Regions from separate parts of the Sus scrofa genome. Here region 2 is linked to region 1. A link is a contact called in public HiChIP or PLAC-seq data. All regions are on one chromosome and are shown on one strand. Each heading gives the region's core, a stretch centred on a gene start, on an enhancer-like site or on the middle of the called end of the contact. The rest is flanking DNA. Distances are from core to core; before and after follow the strand shown. Region 1 holds the start of SYNCRIP (heterogeneous nuclear ribonucleoprotein Q). Region 2 holds the start of ORC3 (origin recognition complex subunit 3).

Region 1 (3,699 bases), core at 481-2,980:
CCTTGTTCAGTTGGTCAAGGATCCGGCATTTCCATGACCAATGGTGTAGGTCGCAGACTCGGCTTGGATCCTGAGTTGCTGTGGCTGTGGCTGTGGCTGTGGCGTAGGCTGGTGGCTACAGCTCCGATTCAACCCCTAGCCTGGGAGCCTCCATATGCTACGGAAGCGGCCCTAGAAATGGCAAAAAGACAAAAAAAAAAAAAAAAAAAAAAAGAACTAAAGATATTAATTTGGGAGGTCTGGTCATCTGGTAGATGACTTTGTCTAGTGGAGGCACTTTTCCTTTCTTTTTTTTTAAGGAAAGTTGATCCCTAGGAAGGTCTAAATAAAAAGTGTTGGTTAGTTCAAATCTATTATTTTTCGGAGTTCCCGTCGTGGCGCAGTGGTTAACGAATCCGACTAGAAACCATGAGGTTGCGGGTTCGGTCCCTGCCCTTGCTCAGTGGGTTAACGATCCGGCGTTGCCATGAGATCCCGAGTTGCTGTGGCTCTGGCGTAGGCCGGTGGCTACAGCTCTGATTCAACCCCTAGCCTGGGAACCTCCATATGCCGCGGGAGCGGCCCAAGAAATAGCAACAACAACAACAAAAATCTATTATTTTCATTATTTAATTTATAGGATTACCCACTTTTATGCCACGAAACTCCAGTAGTAAGGGATTTCAGATAATGGAAAGCTCAGATCTTTGCTAAATAGATTGATTGGATAGATAGTCAAAATATTTCAAAAATTTTATATCTTGATCCAGTTACCTATAAAATAATCTGGCATATTGTGTGCTTAAGCACTTTGAAGAGTATTCATCTAACTTTTCCTTGAACCACTGATTTTCTGTCATAGCATAGAGACTGTTTAGGGAAACAGTGAGCTTTAAAAATAAACCTGATTTTTAATTAAAAGGACACTATTCCTTTTTTTATTACAGCTGCATTATAAAATTAGTATCCATACCGCGTCTGAAATTCAAACGTCTTTGTCTTGTCTTTCTTGTACCTAGTATACCGTTACAAAAGAAATATCACTTCAGTTAGGATTTTTTTCCTCCTTTTTTTTTTAAACTTTAGTATAGTTGATTTCCAATGTTCTGTCAATTCCTGCTATAATGACCCAGTTATACATACATACATACATTGTTTTTCTCACTTTATCCTCCATCGTGTTCCATCACAAGTGATTGGATATAGTTCCCTGAAGTTAAAATTTAATTGCTAAGATTTTTGAAAAGAAATACAGATGTGTTCTTCACACTTGTCCTAACCACTGAGCTTTGTGAGGCGTCAAGTTGCTCAAACTGTGCTACAAGGAAGCCCTTTACTGCTCAAAAGGCCAGGGACCGAAACGGAGTACTGCACAACTCTTCATCACCCCTGGTTTGGCTTCCAAATGTGGCTTTCCTATCATCCCAAAGCGGGAGCCGCTCCTCGCTCCACTAGAGCCAGTCTGTTCCCCCTCAAAAGCAGCCGGGGTTTCCTCGTCTGAGCTTTGGGCGCCCCTCCTTCTGTCCAAGGTTCCCGTGGAAGAGCCACGCGGGCGCAGGGCCCCGGGAGTCCCCATTGTCCAGCCAGGGAGACCCAGTCTCCCCTAGAGGAACTCCTGCACTGGAGTCGGGCCGGACAGGTTGACCAAAGGTCCCCGGGTCTCCGCGCCGCTCCCCTCCCCCGTCGCCCCATTGTCTGTCTCGCCCCGCCCCGGGGGACACGTGCGCCTGCAGCTTCCCGAGCTAGGAGAGCGCGGGGCGGCGGCGGCGTGGACACCGCCTGGAACGGCTACGCGGCCGCCGCGCCGGGGGTGGGGGCCGGGCGCGCACGGACCGGTGGGTATCCTATGGGGAACTGCGGTCGCATCCCGTGCCCCCTGCCCCGGTTCCCGGCCGGCCCGGGACGGGGCGGGGGGTGGGGCAAGCGGGAGCTCGATGGGGGTGGCGTGCGCGTGGTGCCGCGATGGGGGTGGGGTGGGGCGGGGTGGGGAGATGCCTGTCTCCTGACAAAGGAGAACGAGTGGGACATGCTGAGCCGGCCCGCCCCGCCCCGCCCGGAGGGGAGCGGGAGGGGGAGTGTCGGGAGGGAAGGGGCGGGCCTTTCATTCACTCCCGGCCCCTCCGCCGCCGGAGCGGAAGGGCGGGGTCTCGCGCCCCCCCGCCCCCCCGGGTGGTGAAGAGCGAGGGAGGTGGTGGGGCGTGAGGGCGGAGCCCGAGGGCGCGCATCCTGAAGCGCAGGCTACGTCGTCACGTCAGCGCGGGAGAGAGAAAGAGAGGAGCCTACTCGGCAGGGCCTGGGGAACGGGGTTGTGAGAGCGAGGGAGGGAGCAAGCGAGCGTGCGAGCGTGGAGGGGAAGGGCGGCCACTCGTGCTTGAGCGGCTGCGGACGGCAGTGGGGGAGAAGAGCAGGGAGGGCAAGAAGCAAGGCCTAGAGAAGAAGGCGGACAGAGGCTTGTGGTGGTGGAAGAAGGAGAAGGAGGAGCTGGAGGAGGGCAGGGGCTGAGGGAGTGAGTGAGAGAAGCGGACGCGCGAGGGAGGGGAGGGGAGGGAAGGGGGGGTCACGCGGAGGCGCGCGCGCGCACCGGGAGCGCGCTCGGAGGCGAGTGGAACTGGATCGGGTTTGCTGCCAGCGGCGTGAGCTTCGGCCGCCATTTTACAACAGCTCCACTCGCGCCGGACACAGGGAGCAGCGAGCACACGTTGCCCGCAACCGGATCTCCTCGGACAGGATTCCTCCGCCGCAGCCCAACGGGGAGGTAACGACCGCCGGGACCCGGGTCTGGGGGGGAGCTCCGTGACATTGTGGAGTGAGCTGGGGGAGGGCGGTGCGGGGAGAAACCGGCTTTTCTGGAAAATGGATTCCAAGGGAGAGAGGAGCACGTTGACTGGGTTGCTTGGGAGTAGGCCGCGGTCCGCGCCGCCACTTCCTCCTCCCCTCCATGTGCTGCCGCCGTTCGGGCTTTGTCTGCGGCGCTCCTGGGAGGAGGCGGCCCCGTGGCCCGCGCGGACCGCGAGTGGCGGCGGAGTTGGTGCTGTCGTGGCCGTCGCCGCGGCACGGGAGTGGGCGGAGAGGAGCCGATCCCGTCCCGTGGCCGCGCGGCGGGCCTGGGTGGTGTTCGGGGTCCGGCGGGCGTTGGGCAGTTCGCGGAACGCCCTCACGCCGCAGGCTTGCCGGCTCCGGCTCAGGGGTGGCACCGCCAGCCCCCGCACCGCAGTCACTGCCAGGACCCACGATGGGTAGGGGCTCGCGCCACGGCTCACATCTCGGCGGGGCGGCCGGGGTGGCCGGCGCCCGGGGCAGAGAGAGCCATGTGTCACGGCCGAGACGGCGGCGCTGGGGGGCGGGGAGAGCCCGTGGCCTGGCGCCGCCGCGGCCTCGGTGTCCGCGAGGGGCGAGCTTGTGCTGCTGCTGCTTGCTGGGGGCTCCGACCGCGGCTTTGGGTTGATGTTGGGAGCCGGAGACGGTCGTCTTGGCCTGGGACTCGGTGGGTTTCCGTTGAAGGAAGTTGTAGGACATCTGAAGGCGCAGAGCACGTGTTTCTAATGGGCTCCCGGTGGCCGCAGCGGTGAGGCTGCCGCACGGGGTGCGGAGTCGGGGGCGGGCTTTGGGGTGCGGGGGTGAAGGGTGGAGAAACTGGGAGGTGGGAAGGTGGCTTGTGTGAGCGCTTTGTTCTTCGCTGGCTGTTGTTACTGATCTTTAAGCGGCAGGCGGGAAAAGCGC
Region 2 (3,699 bases), core at 612-3,111, 1.4 Mb before region 1:
ATTTCTAGAAATTCCTTGGTGGCTTCAAAGGTTAAGGATCTGGCAATGCCACTGTTGCAGCTCAGGTCACAGCTGTGGCACAGGTTTGATCCCTGAACCAGGAATTTCTGCATGCTACAGGATCAGACAAAAAAACAACAAAAAAAGATTGCCATATCTATGGAAAATGAAAGAGTCATCTCAAAATAGAAGTAAAGATGGATGTGCAAATATAAAGTGGTGATTTGGATTACAGGGTCCAAAATAAGAATAAGAATTGTGCCTTATATTCTTGTATCTGCAAGTAGTGGAGCTATTTAAAATACACGAATTTTTTTTTATAAAAATTATGTGGTGCCATGACAAGCCTGTCACTTCTTCCTTTCTAGAGCCACCTGCAATTTGGTAAAGGAAGAGGAACTATGAAGGCATGAGCTAGGAAGAGTGCTAGGAATAGATCCTAATGTATGGCCATGGGAGTAATATTGTTAACTACTTTGAACTACTGATCAAGTGATGGTGCTGGAGATGGAAAAGGTTGGGAGGAGAGCAACAGCCACAAAGTGTAACAAGGAAAGAGAAGTTTAGACAGGAAAAAAAAAAAAAATTTGCAAAAAGCATGCTGACAGTTCCATGAACCAATGAAATAAAAAGAGACCTTATTTATGTAAGGTCTCCTTCATAATCATCTCAATAAAAGAGTTTCTGTTGTAATGCTCTAAATGCCTTCCTGAAAAGAAAAAAAAAAAAAAAAACCCTCTCACAATTTTGCAAGATATAAAAAAATCTCAGGCAACAAAAAGGATCAGGGACAGACTTCCTAAAAGCTATGGAACTTCATAACCAGGACAAAACAAAAACAGTACCAATCCTAATAAAAAAATACTAGCAGTTAAATATCTTCTTGCAGAGTCCTGGTTGTGGCTCAGAGGGTTAAGAACCCGACTTTGTACCCATGAGGATGCAGATGATCTCTGGCCTCACTCAGTGGGTTAAGGATCCAACCTTGCCACGACTGTGGCATAGGCTGCAGCTTGGATTAGACCCCTTGCCTGAGAAGGCCCATATGCCACAGGTGCAGCCCTAAAAAAGAAAAAAAAAACAAACAACTTCTTGCATTTGCACCTGGCATCACAGTACCCCAAAACCCTATCGCTTGTAGTTCTTCCTTGGTATGTAGTCTTGGAAGGCACTCTCATAATTTTAATTTTAATCAAAATTAAAAATTAAATCCATGGTATAGCCTTCTTCACTAATTTACTGTTTCAACATAGACACATCTTCGCAATTTCTTCACCAGCATTTTCAGCTTTATTAGACAGCTTAACTTTCCGAGGCTTCCGGATACACTCTCAATATTACTAAAGGTCTTACTTGGTCTGTAGCAGCACTGTCTAATAGAATTTTCGGTAATGATGGAAATATCTGTGCTTATTTAGTTTACCACTGTATCTCGGTACCTGTGTTCGGCGCACAATAAATATTCATGAGAAGGAAAAAGGAGGGGGGAATGGCGCACATCCTCGAAGCATCTGAGCTCCACAAACCATAGCTTACAAAGCCTCAGAGCCAAAACACTAAGATGGATCGGCGTCTTCTCTCTCTAAGCAAAACTGGCCTTCAAGGTATGCGAAGAAAAGACGCCTCCAGCTCGGCCAGCCGCTACCTCCCCTCGAGCCGGTACACTGAGGTCTATGTAACCTCCACTTCATCCCTTCTTTACAAGGGAAGTCCTAGCAGAGTCCTAGTGGGTGCCAGCCCCCACATACCTTGGACACCGACGAGGTGGCCATACTCCCAGCGATCCACGGAACTCCAGATGCACTCGGGATTTCCCGCGCTCCCTCGCGGCAGCAGGGCAAAGGTTAGTGGCAGTCCACGAGGCTCCTTGATTGGTTGGCAGCACCCTCCGGGGCGGGCTTCCGGCGCGCGGAGGCGGGGCGTGAAGAGGTGGGCTGGGCAGAGCTCTGAACCTTCCCACTGGGATCAGCTTCGTGGAATCAAACATGGCGTGCGGCTTCCGCAGGTCCATCGCGTGTCAGGTACGGACCCGGGAACTGACATAAGGAGGGCCTCCGCGCCCAGAAGGCCTTTCACTTCTGCGGGCGGGTTCCGCGGTAATCCCGTTTGTTTCTTCCGTCTCTTCCCCCCTTTCTGGAAGTGCTTGAGCTACTGGACGCAGACCCCGTGGAGGGTGGAGCCTGCGGTGAAAGTAAACCTTGAAAGGCACATGTTACTTCCCTTACTGTTTACTACCCGACAGCTCAGGGTGCTTTACCGGGGTGGTCATGGTTAGACCTTATAGAATTTAATCTTTCATACATTTGGTGAAGTCAGTGATGAATCTGAAGTTTCATTTGAAAGGATCTAATTTAAAAGCTGGTCATTTCTCTTGCGGTCATTTTGGCCACCTGTCCTAGGGTTATTTTTGGTAACTCCGAAGATAACATGAGACCCTGTTTTTCTTGGTTCAGAAACATTGTTAGCAGAAAACTGTGTTTGCCACTGGCTGTGGAGGCAAAAGACCACCAAGCCAAAGATCCAGAGGATTTATTACTCGCAGCAAGTAAAAACACTGGGGATCTTTCCCCAATTGGTGTTTCCCCAAATAGCAAAATTGGAGAAGCTTTAAGTTAAAGGGTACTCCTGAAGAGGCTTGAGGAGAGAATTCAAGTGTAGAATTGAGGCGAAGGTTGATTATGTCTAAGCTTGAGTTGGTTGAAGTCAGATGGGTCAGAAATGGTCCACATCTCCTTCCTTAGGTTCTAATCAGACTGGGGTCTTAGCTAGTAGTTGCCATCCTCTTTCTGGGTAGGGGGCTTCCTGCAGCAGTAGTCAAAGATGTATCATTATGTATATCACTTGAAAAGGAACTAGAACTTCTGCTTTATCCCTACTCTATTGCCTGACTGCTTTTCCTTTTTTTTCCTCTCCTACATTCCCTCACTTCCCTGATTTACTAATTACAATTACTATTGTTTGAATCTGTCCTTTGGAACTCTGGAAGGTCAGGGGGGCTGAGGCCTTTTTCCTACTTGAAGAAACAGGGAAACTGGAGTTCCCTTTGTAGCTCAGGAGGTTAAGGACCCTATGTCTCTGTGAGGATGTGGATTCGATTCTTGGTCTAGATCAGTGTGTTAACGACTCAGTGTTACTTCGAGCGGCAAAATAAATTGCAGATGCGGCTTGAATTTGGTGTTGCCTTGGCTGTAGCTAAGCCTCAGCTGCCTTTCTGATTGGACCTCTATCTAGCCAAGGAACTTCCATAAGCCACAGGTGCGGCCATAAAAAAAAAAGAAAGAAACTGGGAAACTGAAAGACTTTTGTACACAGGAGGGTCCCATAGGGTTCTGCTCAGTTTCACCCCCCCTCTTTTCTTTGATACTTCTCAATTTTGAGGGGAACAAGTGTTGGACAAGAAAGGGAATAACGTCTTGGGTAGAGAAGTTAATCAAACTTGGCAGTTTTAGGGGGACTTGGTTTCAGTATTTGAACAACTTTGTAATAAAGAAGGGAATGAAACACTGCAACATTAGATTTCATCAGAAGTAATTTTTAGAGTGCATCAGCCACCTATGCAGTTTTGCAATGAAATTCTGTTGTAGTCTTGGCAAACCAATTCCTTTTAATTAATGGACATATTAGTGGATATATTTTGCCTGGCACATATATCTCATTTAGTTTATTTTTACAGTATTTCTGGACTTCTGTGGGGAAATT

The links. HiChIP or PLAC-seq counts read pairs in DNA pulled down with a chosen protein or histone mark.
Region 2: a contact with region 1 is called in an H3K27ac HiChIP or PLAC-seq map of skeletal muscle. The contact joins the promoter of ORC3 here to the promoter of SYNCRIP in region 1. A contact is called at or near these places in 1 of 5 promoter capture datasets (liver) and 1 of 2 datasets of contacts at active chromatin or transcription factors (skeletal muscle).

Annotation. Positions count from the first base shown.
Region 1 is chr1:54,596,437-54,600,135 of Sscrofa11.1, reverse strand. It overlaps SYNCRIP (heterogeneous nuclear ribonucleoprotein Q), which reads left to right and starts at 1,730. Exons shown (of 12, transcript XM_021089679.1): 1 at 1,730-1,814.
Region 2 is chr1:55,980,294-55,983,992 of Sscrofa11.1, reverse strand. ORC3 (origin recognition complex subunit 3) reads right to left here and starts at 1,861. Exons shown (of 20, transcript XM_021089812.1): 1 at 1,749-1,861. The coding sequence starts at 1,772. RARS2 (probable arginine--tRNA ligase, mitochondrial) reads left to right here and starts at 1,899. Exons shown (of 19, transcript XM_021089854.1): 1 at 1,899-2,021. The coding sequence starts at 1,986.